Linked DNA regions of Sus scrofa: regions 1 and 3 are each linked to region 2. A link is a contact called in public HiChIP or PLAC-seq data. All regions are on one chromosome and are shown on one strand. Each heading gives the region's core, a stretch centred on a gene start, on an enhancer-like site or on the middle of the called end of the contact. The rest is flanking DNA. Distances are from core to core; before and after follow the strand shown.

Region 1 (4,740 bases), core at 1,600-4,099, 160 kb after region 2:
AAAAGATGGCTTACAACTCTATGCCCTCTGTCCTTTTGAAGAATGCTGTGCCCTGAAACGCTAGCCACATGCCCCTACAACTTGAGGGGAAGCCTGCACTGCCCTGGCACTTCACGCGTCCATTTCTACTGTATTGGGTGTTCCCAGAGGGGAAGCCCCTTTACTGGGGGCATCAGACCTCCTTTGGGGTCAGAACATGGCTTGTTCCAGATGCAGCTGCAGGGAAAGTTGGGAGTTTCCTGGAGGTCTAGTGGTTAAGACTTGGTGCTTTCACGGCTGCTGCCTGGGTTCAATCCCCGGCCTGGGAACCAAGATCCCACATCAGGCCACGGCAGGCCACGGCCGAAAACAAAAACAACCACCACAGTAAGCCCAGTAGGAAGAGTGAATGAGTTCAAGTGGAACGAGGCTTGTGGCCCAGCATGGCAGTCCACCACAACGGGGAGCTGCACCAAGTGGGGAAGCGCCACCGCTGCCGCAGTCAGCATCCCCCACATTCGCAGGGCTCCCACGTGGTCTTCGCTTGTTCAGTATTTAGATGTCTTGTGGGTAAGTGTTTGCTAGGCCTTGTGAGGTACAAGGGTGATTCTAGCCCTCAGGTGTGTCTGCCCTAAGCTGGCAGCACCTGCTTCCCTGAAGTCCCAGCTTCCTGTCTCAAGGTTAGGATAAGGGGCCACCTGGTGGGCCTGCAGTCATTGTCAACATTTGCCGGTATCCTTCCTGTCTCCTCCCAAAGGGTGACTTGTTTGTTTAAACCATATCGTTCCATCCGAGTGTCTTAGTGTATAGTGGCACCGGTTTCCATTTTCACGATTACAAATAACACCATCAAGTGCAGCTCAGCACATACACCTTTTTCTGTATTGGGGAACATTTTCTTCAGAAAACAATCACTAGGAGTTCCCATTGTAGCTCAGAACCCAACTAGTATCCATGATGAAGAGCGTTCAATCCCTGGCCTCCATCAGTGGGTTAAGGATCCAGCATTGCCACAAGCTGTGGTGCAGGTTGCAGATGTGGCTCAGATCTGGTGTTACTGTGGCTGTGGTGTAGGCTGGCAGCTGTAGCTCCAATTCGACCCCTAGCCTGGGAATTTCCAACCCTAAAAAGACCAAAGAAAACCCCTGATGTGGAACTACTGGGTCCAAGAGAGACTCACCAGGGCCTGCCTCACCCATTCCTTGAATCGAAAGACATCGGCACTGCAGTTCTCATTGCGGTGTCCGTAAGGATGCAGCTCCTACCCCTGGCCCCGCTCAGTTGCTGTGTGCTGTGGTACAGATTGCAGAGGCAGCTCAGATCTGGCGTTGCTGCGGCTGCAGCTCCAAGTGGACCCCTAGCCTGGGAACTTCTATAGGCCACAGTTGCAGCCCTAAAAAGGAAAAAAAACAAAAAACAAAAAACAACCCCAAAACACCAGATGTAGATACTAATCTGGCCTTTCTGCTGCTTGTTTTTCTGGCCTACGCCTTTTTTGTGCTGCCTGACTGATGTTGCACAACTTAATAACTGCCAGGAGACTTCCTGAGCTCTCTGCCACTTAGAGGCCCCAGGCCTGGGGCAAACTGGGCAGTTCAAGGATGGCAGAGAGGTGTAAGAAGAGGGTGGAGGTAAACGGGGCTGGAGCTTGTTGGCAGAGTTTGGATTTTACTCAGTATGTCATAGGAAGACTTCAGTGTCATAAAGTTTCTGTGTTAAGAATGTGACTCCGCTGATGTGGGCAAGTGTGGAAGTGAGGAGGCAAGAGAAGTGAATGGAAAGGTCGATTTGGGGGAGTTCCAGGCCTGGCTTAGTGCTTACCGAATCGGACCAGGAACTCTGAGGTTGCGGGTTGGATCCCTGGCCTCGCTCCGTGGGTTAAGGATCTGGCGTTGCCGTGAGCTGTGGTGTAGATCGCAGACGCGGCTCGGATTCCGAGTCGCTGTGGTTTTTGTGCAGGCCGGCGGCTGCAGCTCCGATTCGACCCCTAGCCTGGGAACCTCCATATGCCGCGGGTGCGGCCCTAAAAAAGACCCCCCCCAAAAAAAAAATCGATTTGGACGGCTTTCAGGATGAAATAGCACATACAGATGTACCAGGCACTCAGTATACGGCAGAATACCTCCTGTTATAAGGAGTGTTAGCGAAGGGTGACGAGCAGGTCTCCCCTCCCTCGGAGTCAAAGAACGGGTCGAAACTGGACCGGAAGGGAAGTGAGTAGAAGTTGGTACAACTGCCCATTCAAGGCATTGTTTGCAGGTGATTCTGGGAGGGGCTGGACAATGGCTGTGACACTTCGGCGATTGGGGAGGTAGGAAGCAAGTCACATCTCTGCACCGCGCGGTCCCTAACAGTGGTTCAGGGGTCGGCGGCCTCTGGGACAACTCCCACCAGCTCCCTCTTTCGCTTGTTCTTTGACGAGAACAATTGCGTTTCCCCAATCTTACGTGAAGCTCCAGGCAAAGTCAGCCGCCAAACTAGTCCCCGCATCCGTTTACCGCAGCACCTGTCGGCGCACTAGCCACTACCTGAAGCGCTGGCGGGCAGGCCCCGCCCCCGCGTCTCGGCCCCGCCCCTGCTGGGCGGTGGAGGCTTCCGGCTCCGCGGTGCAAGCTCCGCCCACAGCTCTCGGAGCACCCGCGTATGGGCTGGCACTCGGGACTCCGCCCTCAGTAGGCGGAGCCTCCGCTGGGAGCTCTGGAGCCTCCGCCCACTGCTGTCATTCGGGCCCTGCCCCTCGTGGGCGGAGCCTCTGCGCAGCGCTCTGAGCGCACGCGCGGCCTGCCCAGCCCGCAGCTCCGACCCACCGGCGCCCACGTCCTCCCGGGAGCGCGCGCGCCGGTGCGGGTGCGTGCGTGAGCGTGCGTGAGCGTGCGCGCCCTCGCCGCCTCTGCCGGTGCTGCTCCCGCGCCCTCTGCCGCTGCCCCCGCCGCCGACTCCGTCGCCGCCGCCGCCGCTGCCGCCGCCGCCGCCGCCGCCGCCGCCGCCGCCGCCGCCGCCGGGTCCCGAGGCGCAGCCCCGGCTGAGGAGCGCGTCGGCCGGCTGCCCAGCAGCGCTGCGCAGGGAGGAGCAGAGCCGCGGAGCCGGCGGGCGGGCGGGCGCGCGGACAGGTGAGCTCGCGGCGGGCCCGCGGCATCGCGTCAGGCCGGGCGGGGGCCTCGCGGTGACTGGGGGCGGGATGTGGAGGCGGCTGGAGGAGGGCGGGGGCGCAGGGGGGCGCGACGCGGGCTGGGGGGCCGCGCGCCCGTAGCCGGAAATGGCGGCGACCCCCTCCCTCCTTGTTTCCCTCCCTCCCCGCTCGGGGCGGGGGGCGGCGGCCGGGCCGGAGAGGCGCCGGGAGGCCCAGGGCGCGCGCCGTGGCCAGGCCGCCGGGCCCGCGCTGTGGTCGGCCAGACCTGACCGGCGGCGGCGGCGGCGAGGGCCCAGGGCCCGGCGTGTGCGCCGGGCGCCCACCGCCCTGGGGAGGGGCTTTCCTGTCCAGGGGGCCGCGGGGGGCAGAGCCGCCGGATGCAGCAGCCACGTAACCTGTCCCCGGGTCACGCTTGGAGCTCGGCGAAGTGAGCTTTGTTCCTTGACGCGCTGTAAATTAATCTCGGGGGTGTGAATCGTCGGCCTGGTAAGAAAGAAGTGTTTTCTCTGCGTCGCAAGGACATTATTTGGAGCATCGCTGTGTATTGTCTTGCGGAGACAGTGTCGGGAGCTCTTCCCTTCAGGTTCTAACTTGTTCGTGTTGAGAGGCTGGATTAAGGAGCCCCTTTTTCATGTGCCTGAGACGATTTATCGGAGTGCATTTGGTTGTGCCACACAGGAAGGGAAGCAAAAGTTTCAGTTTTATTTTGATTTTCGTGTTGAGGTTTGATAAGGAGACATTTTAACCAGCCGGTCGTAGCCTAATGGGTGCCGTGCTGGACACCTCTGTCTGTTTACAAACTATCTTAATGACAAAACAAGTGTACTGGCCCGTCTGTGACTTGGTTGCCTAAAGGCAAAGCTCTGAGATTTTATGTTTATTCTCTTGCTCCTCTCTTGTTCAGTGTTGTCGTGAGTGTCAGCATCGTGTCATCTGTCAAATGAGAGGTGACGCTATGAGGCAGGACTTAAGGGCTTTGGGAAACTTTATAACTGAGAGCCAGCAGCTCTCCTTTGACCTGTCAGGACTCTGGGACCCCGGGCACCTCTGGGGGCCTGTGGCCAAACCAAGGGCTGTAGGAGCCGCTCTGGCTGTGGGGCAGGTGCCTCCACTAGCCCTGGGATCTGAGGGTCGTGTGTGTTGCGCCTGTTCCCCTTGGCCGTGGCGAAAGCAGACCACCTGGGCATCTGTGGTGAGCAGACGCTTAGGTCTGCATGTGGAGGAGACAGCCTTGCTGAGGGACCTCGGCTCTGGAGCCTGTGGCCTTGGGTGGGCACCTTTGTTGGGGAGGGACGCCCCTTGCCACCCTCTGACCCCCACCGCCATGGCCTCTTGGCCATTCTCTCAACAGACTCATGTGCTCTGTCCTCGGATCTGCCCGGATCCCTCACTTCCTCACTCTTAGGCCCAGTGAGGGCAGGCCTTCCCTATCTTACCTAGAATTCCAGCTCGCCACCTCCGGTTTCCTGATTCCCTTTCCTGTTTAATTTCCCACAGCACTTAATTCTTCTGAAGTCTCTTTAGTACGTTTGTTACGCGTAATCCTTTACTGTGGGGTAAGGTCCACAGGGTGGCTGTTTGGTGCGAAGAACAGTTCCTGGCACACACTCTGTGCCCGGTAAACACTGGTC
Region 2 (4,690 bases), core at 1,154-3,653:
ACTCAATGTTTCAACATGTTTAATTAGTTGCCAACTTTGCCAGCATTTAGTGTTCACATTAAAAAAATAAAGATTTCTGGCTTCTCTTAACACTGCCAGAAGCCACCCCGGGAGGTGCTCCCTCCAGCTCTGGCCCGGCCTCAGGGCACGACAGGTACACGCAAATCCTCCCCGCCCAGCCTGTCCTCCCAGAGTTTTAAAACGTTTCCTGTGAATAAACATCTTCTGAACCAGCACCCTGCTTAGTTTACTGTGTGACATCAGAGGTTTACTGAATCCATCGGTTCCACCCTGAACAGACTCGAGCACACGGGTGCAAGGTGTGGTGCACGGCTGGTGGGAGCATAAACTGGTGCAGCCACTACGAAGACAGTCTGCGAGTCCCTCAGAAGACTAAAAACAGAACTACTGTGTGATCAGCAGGCCCACGCTGGGTGCGCGTCCAAAGGAAATTAAATGCGGCTCTCCAGAGACAAACGCACCCCATGTTCACTGCAGCGTTATTCCCAAGTCGAGATACGAAGGCAACCTCGATCTCCACGGATGAACAAATGGACAAAAATTTGGTATACAGGAGTTCCCGTTGTGGCTCAGTGGTGAATGACTCCGACCAGGAACCATGAGGTTGCGGGAGCGATCCCCGACCTTGCTCCGTGGGTTAAGGATCCAGCGTTGCCGTGAGCCGTGGTGAGGTCACAACAGGGTTCAGGCGCCGTGCTGCTGTGGCTGTGGCGTACGACCCCTGGCCTGGGACCTGCCATACGCCGCAGGTGCAGCTCTAAAAAGCGAAATAAATCAAATAAAAAGGAAATTCTGCCGTTTGTGTCCACATGGACGAACACAGAGGATGTGGCACTAAGTGCAACGAGCCGACACAGGAGGACAAAACACTACATGACGCCTGCCTCTCCCACGAGGTATTTAGATCAAAAGAGTCAAACTCCAGACACAGGGCGGAGCAGGGTGGTGGCCGGGACGGGGGAGACAGGACCTATCAAAGAGCACAAAGTTTCAGTTACGCAAAGTCAGTCCTAGAGATCTCGGGATGGAACAGCACCCCGGCTGGACAGCACAGCACTGAACACTCAACATTTGGCTACTGAAGCCGCCGCCTTCTTTCTCTTGGCTGCACCTGAGGCAGGAACTCGGAAGCTCCTGGGCCAGGGATCCAACAGGAGCCGCTCAAGCTGCTGCAGTGACAACACTAGATCCTTAACCTGCTGCGCAAGACAACGGCTCGTTAAGCGCTCTCATCACGACAGTAAGAAAGAAAAACTCTGGGTGGGGATGGACAGGTTTAGGGCACAGACCGGGGTAAGGCTTTCTTGGGTGTAACATAATCCGGACCGACCACCTTGTGTACAGCAGTTATGTACAACTTCGGTCTGTTTAAAACAGCAAAAAGACTGATGTAATCGAAACGTCTAAGAGATCGCGGTTCTCCAGCGGAATCAACTGGGTGAACGCAAAGTTAACCCACTGTGTCCGGGTCACCGCTGGCAATGAACGCGTGTGGAGGAGCTCCCGCCGAGGGCTTCGGGGAGCCACGGTTCTCACCAACGGGTCAGCACGCACGCGGGCCGCCCACGCAGCCCCCAGGGGAGGCGCGGCCCCCACGGGAAGCGGGGACCCGCGCGGCCCTCCGCGGGGGGAGCGCCCACACGAAGGGGCCCCCACGCAAAGAGGCCCCCCAAGGGAGGGGGCCCACGCGAGGGGAGCCCCGCGAGAAGGCGGCCCCCACGCGGCCCCCGCCCCCCACGCGGCCCCCGCCCCGGCGCCCTCCGCGCGGCCCCCGTCCAAGGCCCTCCCCAGCTCCCGCCGCCCGCCGCCTTCCGGCAAGATGGAGGCCGCGCCGCCGCCGCCGCCGACGCGCCTGACGCGGGCCCGTGACGCCCGTGACGCCCGCCGCGCGCCGCCGCCCCTCCCCCGCTCCCCTCCCCCCGCCGTAACGTCCTGACGCTCCGCAGGGACCCCTGACTGGACGGCGGCGCGCGGCGGAGCGAGAGGCCTCGCCGCGGGGGGGCGGCGGGCGCTTACCTGGGCCGCGGCCGGGCCTGCGCGGGCGCCGGCGGGCGGGCGGCGGCGACGGGCGGCGGCGGCGGTGGCGGCGGCGGCCGCGGGCTGTGCTCCTTGTTGGGGATTCGGCGGCGGCGGCGGCGGCGGCGGCGGCGGTCCGGGCGCGCGCTTCCTAGTGACGCCGGCGGCGGGGCCGCGCACGCAGGGCAAGGGCGAGTCCCGAGACTTATTTTGCGCTCAGCGGGAAGGCGTGCGGTGCTAAGAAATAAGGCCTGGTGGGGCCGGTTGCGCCTGCGCGGGCGTGGGGGCGGGGCCCGGGCCCGAGGGGAACGCGGCGGCCCCGGCCCCGCCCCCGCCCCGCCAGCTGGCTTACGTGCCAGGGCTGGTGGACACACTTGCCAGGCGCAGCCTTCCCCGTGTGTCCAAGCACGAGTGGGGCGAGAATGTGTAGGGAGACTCGCTTAGGGCTGGGGGCGGGGAACGTGCATGCCCAATGAGTGACCGAAGCCAAATGCAGGTGCGCTGGTGCCCAGCGTGTGTAAAGCCCTCCCCAGAGGCGGGCGGGAGGGCCTGCCAGGGGGAGTCGCTCGCCTCTACGTCTTTCCACTCGTCTAGTCCGAGTCCTGCGATTAATAGATTTTATTTTTTATCATAAGTCTCATTGCTGAGTCTGTGGGCTGCCCTACCGTGGTCCTATACTGCGCCCCAGCCGCGGAAACCTGTGCTGTGGTCACTCGCCAAGTGTGCTCATTTAAATTTGCCTTAACTGAAATGAAAATTCAGTCCTCCTGGATTATTCCCGTTGTGGCTCAGCGATTATCAGACCAGACTAGCATCCATGAGGATGTGGGTTCCCTCCCTGGCCTCGCTCAGTGGGTCAAGGATCAGGGTTGCAGTGAGCTGTTGTGTAGGTCACAGACATGGCCCAGATCCTGTGTGGCTGTGGCTATGGTGGCGGCTACAGCTCCAATTTGACCCCTGGCGCTGGGAACCTCTTATGCCACGGGTATGGCCCTAAAAAGACCAAAAGGAAAAAAAAATTCAGTCCTTCAGTTACCACAGAACCTGATAGAGCATTAGGAATGCTCTGAGAACTCTCGCTCTCTTTTTTAATTACAGGTAACTAGCTAGAGTATCTCTGGAGACCCTGGATTTTCCAGTATGTAAGGGGGTTAGCATCGCTCAGCTTTCAAGGAGTTCCTGTGTCCTGGGACCCAGGTACAGCCGGGCCTTGCTCTTTGATTGAAAGGTGCAGTGGGGAGTTCCCATTGTAACAGCAGAAATGAACCCAACTAGTATCCATGAGGACTTGGGTTCGATGCCTGGCCTCCCTCAGTGGGTTAAGGATTTGATGTTGCTGTGAGGTGAGGTGGAGGACATGACTTGGATCCCGCGTGGCTGTGGCTGTGGTGCAGGCCAGCAGCTGTAGCTCCGATTCAACCTCTAGCCTGGGAACTTCCATATGCCGGGCGTGGCCCTAAAAGAAAAGAAAAAAAAAAAGAAGGACACGGTGGGAGGCCCGGGGTGGTTAATGGTCCTGCCCTGGCCGGAGGGGCAGTAGGGAGGCATGCTGCTCCTGCCCCAGGGACTCCTGGTGGAAGCTCTGCCAGCCCCATCCTTGAGCTCCTCCCCAGACCTCCCTGTGCCCCGTCTCCCCACCTGCACAGGGCAGTCAGGCTGGACCCAGAGGGTCCGTCTGTGCTCAAACCAGGGTGGGCATGCAGCCAGCTCTCCCGTGTGTGTCATTGCTCTGGCTTAGTGGCTGCCAAGGAACTTGGGCGCCTGGCGAACAGCTGCGGGCTCCCTGGGCACTCCCACTCAGGAGATGGAGAAGGCGGGAAACAAATGCCTCCTTGAGCACCAAGCCACGCACTTGTGCTCATGCTCCAGTAGGAAGCCCCTGAAGCCCGTTTCCCAGACTGGGACGTCTTCCAGCAAACCTTGTTCCCGTGACATTGCGGTTGGGAGAGGTGTACTTTGATGGTTTTCAATCGTTGGAGTATACTCACCCCAGTGATGGAAAAATCTTATTTATTTATTTTATTTTTTTTTTTTTTTTGCTTTGTAGCGCGGCACCCGCAGCCTATGGAGGTTCCCAGGCTAGGGGTCTAATCGGAGCTACAGCTGCTGGCCTACACACAGCCACAGCCATGTGGGATCTGAGCCGCGTCTGCAACCTACACCACAGCTCGGGGCAATGCCAGATCCCCAACCCATTGAGCAACACCAGGGATTGATCCTACATCCTCATGGTTCCTAGTCGGATTGGTTTCCGCCGTGCCATGGCCGGAACTCCAGAAAAGTGTTTCTAAAGGTTAAGCTATTGAGCCTGTGTCAGTGCTGCTGTCTTCTCATCTGGTAAATAGGAGAACAGGTGCGCCTGGACTGTGCCTGTCGTTTATCTGAGTTTCCCTGCCCTCACGTTGCAGAAGTAAAGGCCAGCAAAGTCCAAGGGAGAAGGCTCAGAAGGATGCGGGAGACGGGGGCCAGGCCCGCCTGTCACCTGTGCCGAGTCCTGCTGCTTCCCGGCTGGGTGAGCTGTGGCCGCTGGCCCCTGAGTCTCTGGGCACCCCAGAGCCCCCAGTCCGAGTTTCCACCGTTGCGCGGCCTCTGCCTGTTTCTGCCGCGGGACGTCAGGCCTAGCGTTTGAACCTGCACGCCTGTCTCCTGCCTC
Region 3 (4,914 bases), core at 692-3,191, 220 kb after region 2:
GCCCGAGCGGGTCACCTCTCCCAAACCAAGGCGCGCTGATTCCCAAGGCCTGACTGCCCGCCCCCACCCCACCCCCGCCCCGGCACAGGACAAAGACACCCGAGACCCTGTTCGACCAGGGCGCGCCCCCCACTCCGAGTGCGGCTGCCATTCGGAGTCCGCCAGGACCCGCCCCTGTCCCTCTCGGTCCTCGAGCCCCCAGACCCCGATACTCCCGCGCCCCGGTCCAGCCCGCTCACCGTCCACATCCCGGCGCTCCCCGAAGCCGGCGCGCACAGCCCCGGAGCGGCCTCGCGGGGGGCTCAGCTTGGTCCTCAGCTCCGTGAACATGGGGCCCGCGGGTCCCCCGCCTGTGCACACGCCCCTCGCCGGGCGCAGGGCGGCCCGTGTGGCCGGCGGGGAACGCGCGCCGCCGCCCCGCCCCAACCGGCCCCGCGCCCGAGCCGGTCCCCGCGCCCGGCGAGTCTGCGCGGCGAGGCACCTGCCGCTGAGCCCTGAGAGCCGGGCGCGCTCCGGGAACTCGGAGGTGTGTCGGCGGCGCGCGGATCTGCGTATGCGAACGGTGCCTGCCAGGGCACGGGCCGGCAGTGCGCACCTGGGCGTGCAAGGACAAGGGACTCTGTGCACCGGCAGGAGATCCAGAGGTCTGCAGGAGCATCTGAGTCAGGGACATAAGAGTGCGTGTGTGGAGGGGAGAGGGTAGTGTACCTGCTCCGGGGAGCTTCTGTCCACTGGGGGCCAGGTCAAGGGCCAGACCTAACCCATTCTCCTATGTCAGTTTACTTATTCCTTTATTCACGTCATCTCCAGACCTCTCCAGTGGTCTCCCTGTCCAACGGGCACTCGTTTCCCCAGAGAAGTCAGTTCGACCCTTTCTTATTCCCCACAACACCGCAAACTTCTGGAGGACAGCAGGGTCTCTCCCCTCCCCTCTGGAGACCCAGAATCTGACTCAGCGTCCAGGGCGTGGTGCTGAAAGGGATTCGGCTGGGGGCAAGGAGGAGGGAGAAACTCTGAGAAGGCTGCAGCAGGCAGGAGAGCTATGTTTGCTCCAGGACCCCAGTGAGAAAGGTTAGGGTGGGCTGGGGGCTGCCTGGTCCAGCAGAAGGCTAAACATGTGGCCAGCTTTTTGCTTGCTTTGCCTAGAGCCTGAGGGCTCTCCCCAGGTGAATGTGGGGGCCAGAGGATGTCCCACAGCCACCTCAGCAAACGTGCACATGGACACACAGACATGTATGCCAAGGACGGTCATGCATATTCACCTAAAATATGAGCACAGGTGGCTTGACTTGCACCTGTGCCCACGGACACACGGAATTCACCCACATGCTGTGACCACTCATGCCCGCATACTAACTTGTCCTGGTGCATTTATTTATGCTCATCAATTAGCTCCCTAGGATCTGGGCTCCCACCCTCACCAGAAGCACCTGAATGTTCAGGGTATGGTGGGGGTGGGGGCCTGTACAGGTACCGGCGCTGCCGGATCGGGTCCAGAAATCTGAGCGCGGAGAGCCAGGGAAGCAGTCTGCACCCGGGGACACGCGATCACAACACATACACTCCGCATAAGCTCTACACAACTGGCTGGGTGTGCAGCCCCCGGAGCTGTGTTAGGCCCTGCCCCGGGGCCAGGGCGACTGGGCGGGGGGCAGGGAGGGCGGATCCGGGAGGCGGGGGACCCATAGGTCCTGCCCATACAGGCAGGTATCGGAAATGCATCGAGTACACGCAGTTAGCAGGGCCGCCCCGGCTCAAGGTTTGAGGTTCCCCCGTGTGCAGACTGCTAATCGAGGGCTAATCGAGGGTGACACCGCCCGCCCGCCCGCAGCTACACGAGCAGGCGCCCCCCGCGCATGCGCCTATCGCGTCTCGGTCTCGGAGTCAAGGAGCCGCCGGAAGCGGGCGGAAGTCGCCTTTAGGGAACTTCCGGTCGGGGCCGCCGAGGTGGGCGGGGATCTGTCGGTTCGCGCGCTCTGCTTCCGGGGCGCGGGTGACGCGGGCGCGCGAGCTCTTCCTGCGGCGGCGCTTCGGTCGTCTGTCGTCTTTGGCCTCCGGCCGCAGCCTCCGTCCTTTCCCTTCCCGGCCGTCGGCGTCACAGCCGCGATGAACAAGAAGAAGAAGCCGTTCTTGGGCATGCCCGCTCCGCTCGGCTACGTGCCCGGGCTGGGCCGGGGGTGAGGCCTGGGGCGGGCCGCGCGCTGGGGTGGAGCCCCGGGCGGGACCGTGGTCGCGTCGCGACTGCCCACACGTCTCAGTGAGGCGGCGGGTCGGGGCGGGGAGGACGAGAGCAGCGGTGGCGCAGGGTTGGCCAGGTCTTTGTGGGAAGAACGGCGTCCTGGGTTCGGACAGACCCGAGCGAGGCTGCCTCCCCAGGAGACGGGACACCGGGGCGCTCTGAGCCCGGTGTTTGTGCTGAGAGGCGGGTGGTAACGCCGTCTTGCGAGTGTGCAGTGCTTGTAGTTGAGCACCGTGGCTACTACCCCCCAGGCCAGGCATCGCCCCCCCCCAACCCCTGCCTTGAACGGGACTGATTCCCCCACCGTCCGGCCGGGGTCCTCTGTGTGCTCGCTCAGGGTTGCTCGTTCTTCCGCTGCGGTGTCGGTGGTCACAGTACTGCCTGTTCAGAGTCAGCTCTCCGCGGGCAGGGGTGGCATCTGTGAGGCTTGTGACTGGGTCCCCTAGATCAGATGACGGCCGTTTATTGCTGAGGAATTGAGCAGTTATTATCTTCTTTTGTGGTTTGATGACTGTCTTCAGTGTTGTTTTTGGGTTGCTTTTTCTTATTTCTGTGTGTATCTCTTGTAGATTTTTGGTTTGCAGTTACCGTGAAGTTTTGATATAGGAGTCTTTGTATACACAGGGTTGTTGTAAGCTGTTGGTCTCTTCATTGCCAGTGCATCCCCAGCATCCTGCCTTTGTACCCTCCTCTGCTCCCGATTTCTGGGTTTGGTGGCCTGTTTGTGTGTGGCTGACCTTCTCCCTTTCTCACGTGTTTGTCTTTGCCGGTGAGCCCCGTCACTCGTCATAGTTTTGTTTCTGGTTATGGTCTCCTTCTACCTAGAGAGGTTCCTTTAGTATTCGTTGTAAAGCTGGTTTAGTGGTGCTGAATTCTCTTAGCTTTTGCTTGCCTGTAAAGCTTTCGTTTCCTCCTTCAAATCTGAATGAGAGCCTTGCTGCGTAGAGGCTGCGGTCGGAGCTGTGTTGAAGCTAGGGAAGCTCCATGCAGGGGGGTAGCTTGCTTCCTAACGAGATGGGATGGGAGTCATGGTCTCAGGAGCATGGGTTCTGGGGGGAGACCCTGTAGAGCTTGGAGGCGGGTGGGAGGGAGAGGGAGGCCGAGCCAATGCCATGGTGCCTGGGACGGCACTGCCACCACCCGCTGAAACAGCCCAGAGCTGCCGCTGCAGGGCCGGTGCGGAAGGGGAGCTCTGCCTGGGCCGAGCTGCGTTGGAAGGCCCGGGTGGAGTGGGAGAGGGAGATGCCTAGCAGGTGTTGGGAATGGGAGGCTGGTGCCCTGGCGAAGCCCTCTCCCGGAGAACGGGGGTGGCAGGAGAGAGCCTTGGTAGCCTCCTCAGCTTCCTGTCCTGAAGCGGACGGACGGCGACGTTGGAGAGCACGGCTGTGTGGGGTTCCCTGCACACACGGCACTGTGGGGAGTTCACGGGATCTTTGGAGGTTTCCCAGAGCAGTTGGAAAAGTAGGTGTCATCAGGTGACGCCTGTGGAGGGAAAAGCACAGAAACAAGGCCACTCAGATAAGTGGGCGTCTTGGGGTCTCCTGCAGTGCCACTGGCTTCACCACCCGGTCAGACATTGGGCCTGCCCGGGATGCCAATGATCCCGTGGATGACCGCCACGCGCCCCCGGGCAAGAGGACCGTCGGGGACCAGATGAAGAAGAGCCAGGCCGCAGATGACGACGATGAGGATCTGAATGACACCAACTATGATGAGGTGACTGGGGCTCCCTGGCCAGTGTCCAGAAGGGCCGCCCAGCTTCAGCAGTGTGCTCTTGGCATCTGTGATGAGTGGCTTGGGGTGGCGGGTGCTCTTATGTCAGCTACTCGTGGGATAGTGCCAGCAGTGAGGGGCATGTGAAAAATGCAAACAACTGTGCACTTGATGCCTTTGCAAGTGTTAGAGTTGTTACACTGGCGTGTTGTCTTGGCTGGTCTCTTTTCTTTTTCTTTTTTTTGTCTCTTCTGTCCTTTTTAGGGCCACACCCACGGCATATGGAGGTTCCCAGGCTAGGCTTCGAATTGGAGCTGTAGCCGCCGGCCTACACCACAGCCACAGCAATGCCAGGTCCGAGCCGAGTCTGTGACCTATACCACAGCCCGCAGCAACGCCAGATCCTTAACCCACTGAGCAAGGCCAGGGATCGAACCCGCAACCTCATGGTTCCTAGTCAGATTCGTTTCCGCTGCGCCACGATGGGAACTCCTCTTTTTTTTTTTTTTAATGGCCCACTGCATATGGAAGTTTCTGGGCCAGAGATTGAATCCGAGCCGGCTGCAGCTCTTTTAACTCACTGTGTGGGGCAGGGGATCAAACATGCACTTGTTCAAAACCCGAGCAGCTGCAGTGAGAGGATTCTTAACTCACTGTGCCACAGTGGGGACTCCTTGGCTGATCTTTAATGATGAAAATTTTAAGTGGAATTGGTGGTAATCCTTGCTTTCTTTGGCTTTAGTGCTCATTCTCTTGGTTAATTGATGTTTGGTCAATGGAAGTTTTCTACAGATGTGTTGTAACAGATGGCATTTTTCTTTAGAGGGAAAGATTTTTAAAATTCAGTTCTGGGAGTTCCTGCTGTGATGCGACAGGATAGGTGGCATTTTAGGAGAGCTGGGACACAGCTCTGGGATCCAGCTGTGGCTTGGATCTGATCCCTGGCCTGGAAGCTCCATATG

What was found. HiChIP or PLAC-seq counts read pairs in DNA pulled down with a chosen protein or histone mark.
Region 1: a contact with region 2 is called in an H3K27ac HiChIP or PLAC-seq map of alveolar macrophages. The contact joins the promoter of DNAJC5 here to the promoter of GMEB2 in region 2. A contact is called at or near these places in 1 of 47 Hi-C or Micro-C datasets (alveolar macrophages) and 1 of 2 datasets of contacts at active chromatin or transcription factors (alveolar macrophages).
Region 3: a contact with region 2 is called in an H3K27ac HiChIP or PLAC-seq map of alveolar macrophages. The contact joins the promoter of PRPF6 here to the promoter of GMEB2 in region 2. A contact is called at or near these places in 2 of 47 Hi-C or Micro-C datasets (heart right ventricle and liver) and 1 of 2 datasets of contacts at active chromatin or transcription factors (alveolar macrophages).

What each region holds. Positions count from the first base shown.
Region 1 is chr17:62,751,781-62,756,520 of Sscrofa11.1, forward strand. DNAJC5 (dnaJ homolog subfamily C member 5) reads left to right here and starts at 2,850. Exons shown (of 6, transcript XR_002339937.1): 1 at 2,850-3,089.
Region 2 is chr17:62,593,477-62,598,166 of Sscrofa11.1, forward strand. It overlaps GMEB2 (glucocorticoid modulatory element-binding protein 2), which reads right to left and starts at 2,404. Exons shown (of 10, transcript XM_021077553.1): 1 at 2,038-2,404.
Region 3 is chr17:62,813,568-62,818,481 of Sscrofa11.1, forward strand. It overlaps PRPF6 (pre-mRNA-processing factor 6), which reads left to right and starts at 1,942. Exons shown (of 21, transcript XM_021077613.1): 1 at 1,942-2,177; 2 at 3,787-3,955. The coding sequence starts at 2,107. SAMD10 (sterile alpha motif domain-containing protein 10) reads right to left here and starts at 426. Exons shown (of 5, transcript XM_021077668.1): 1 at 240-426. The coding sequence starts at 330.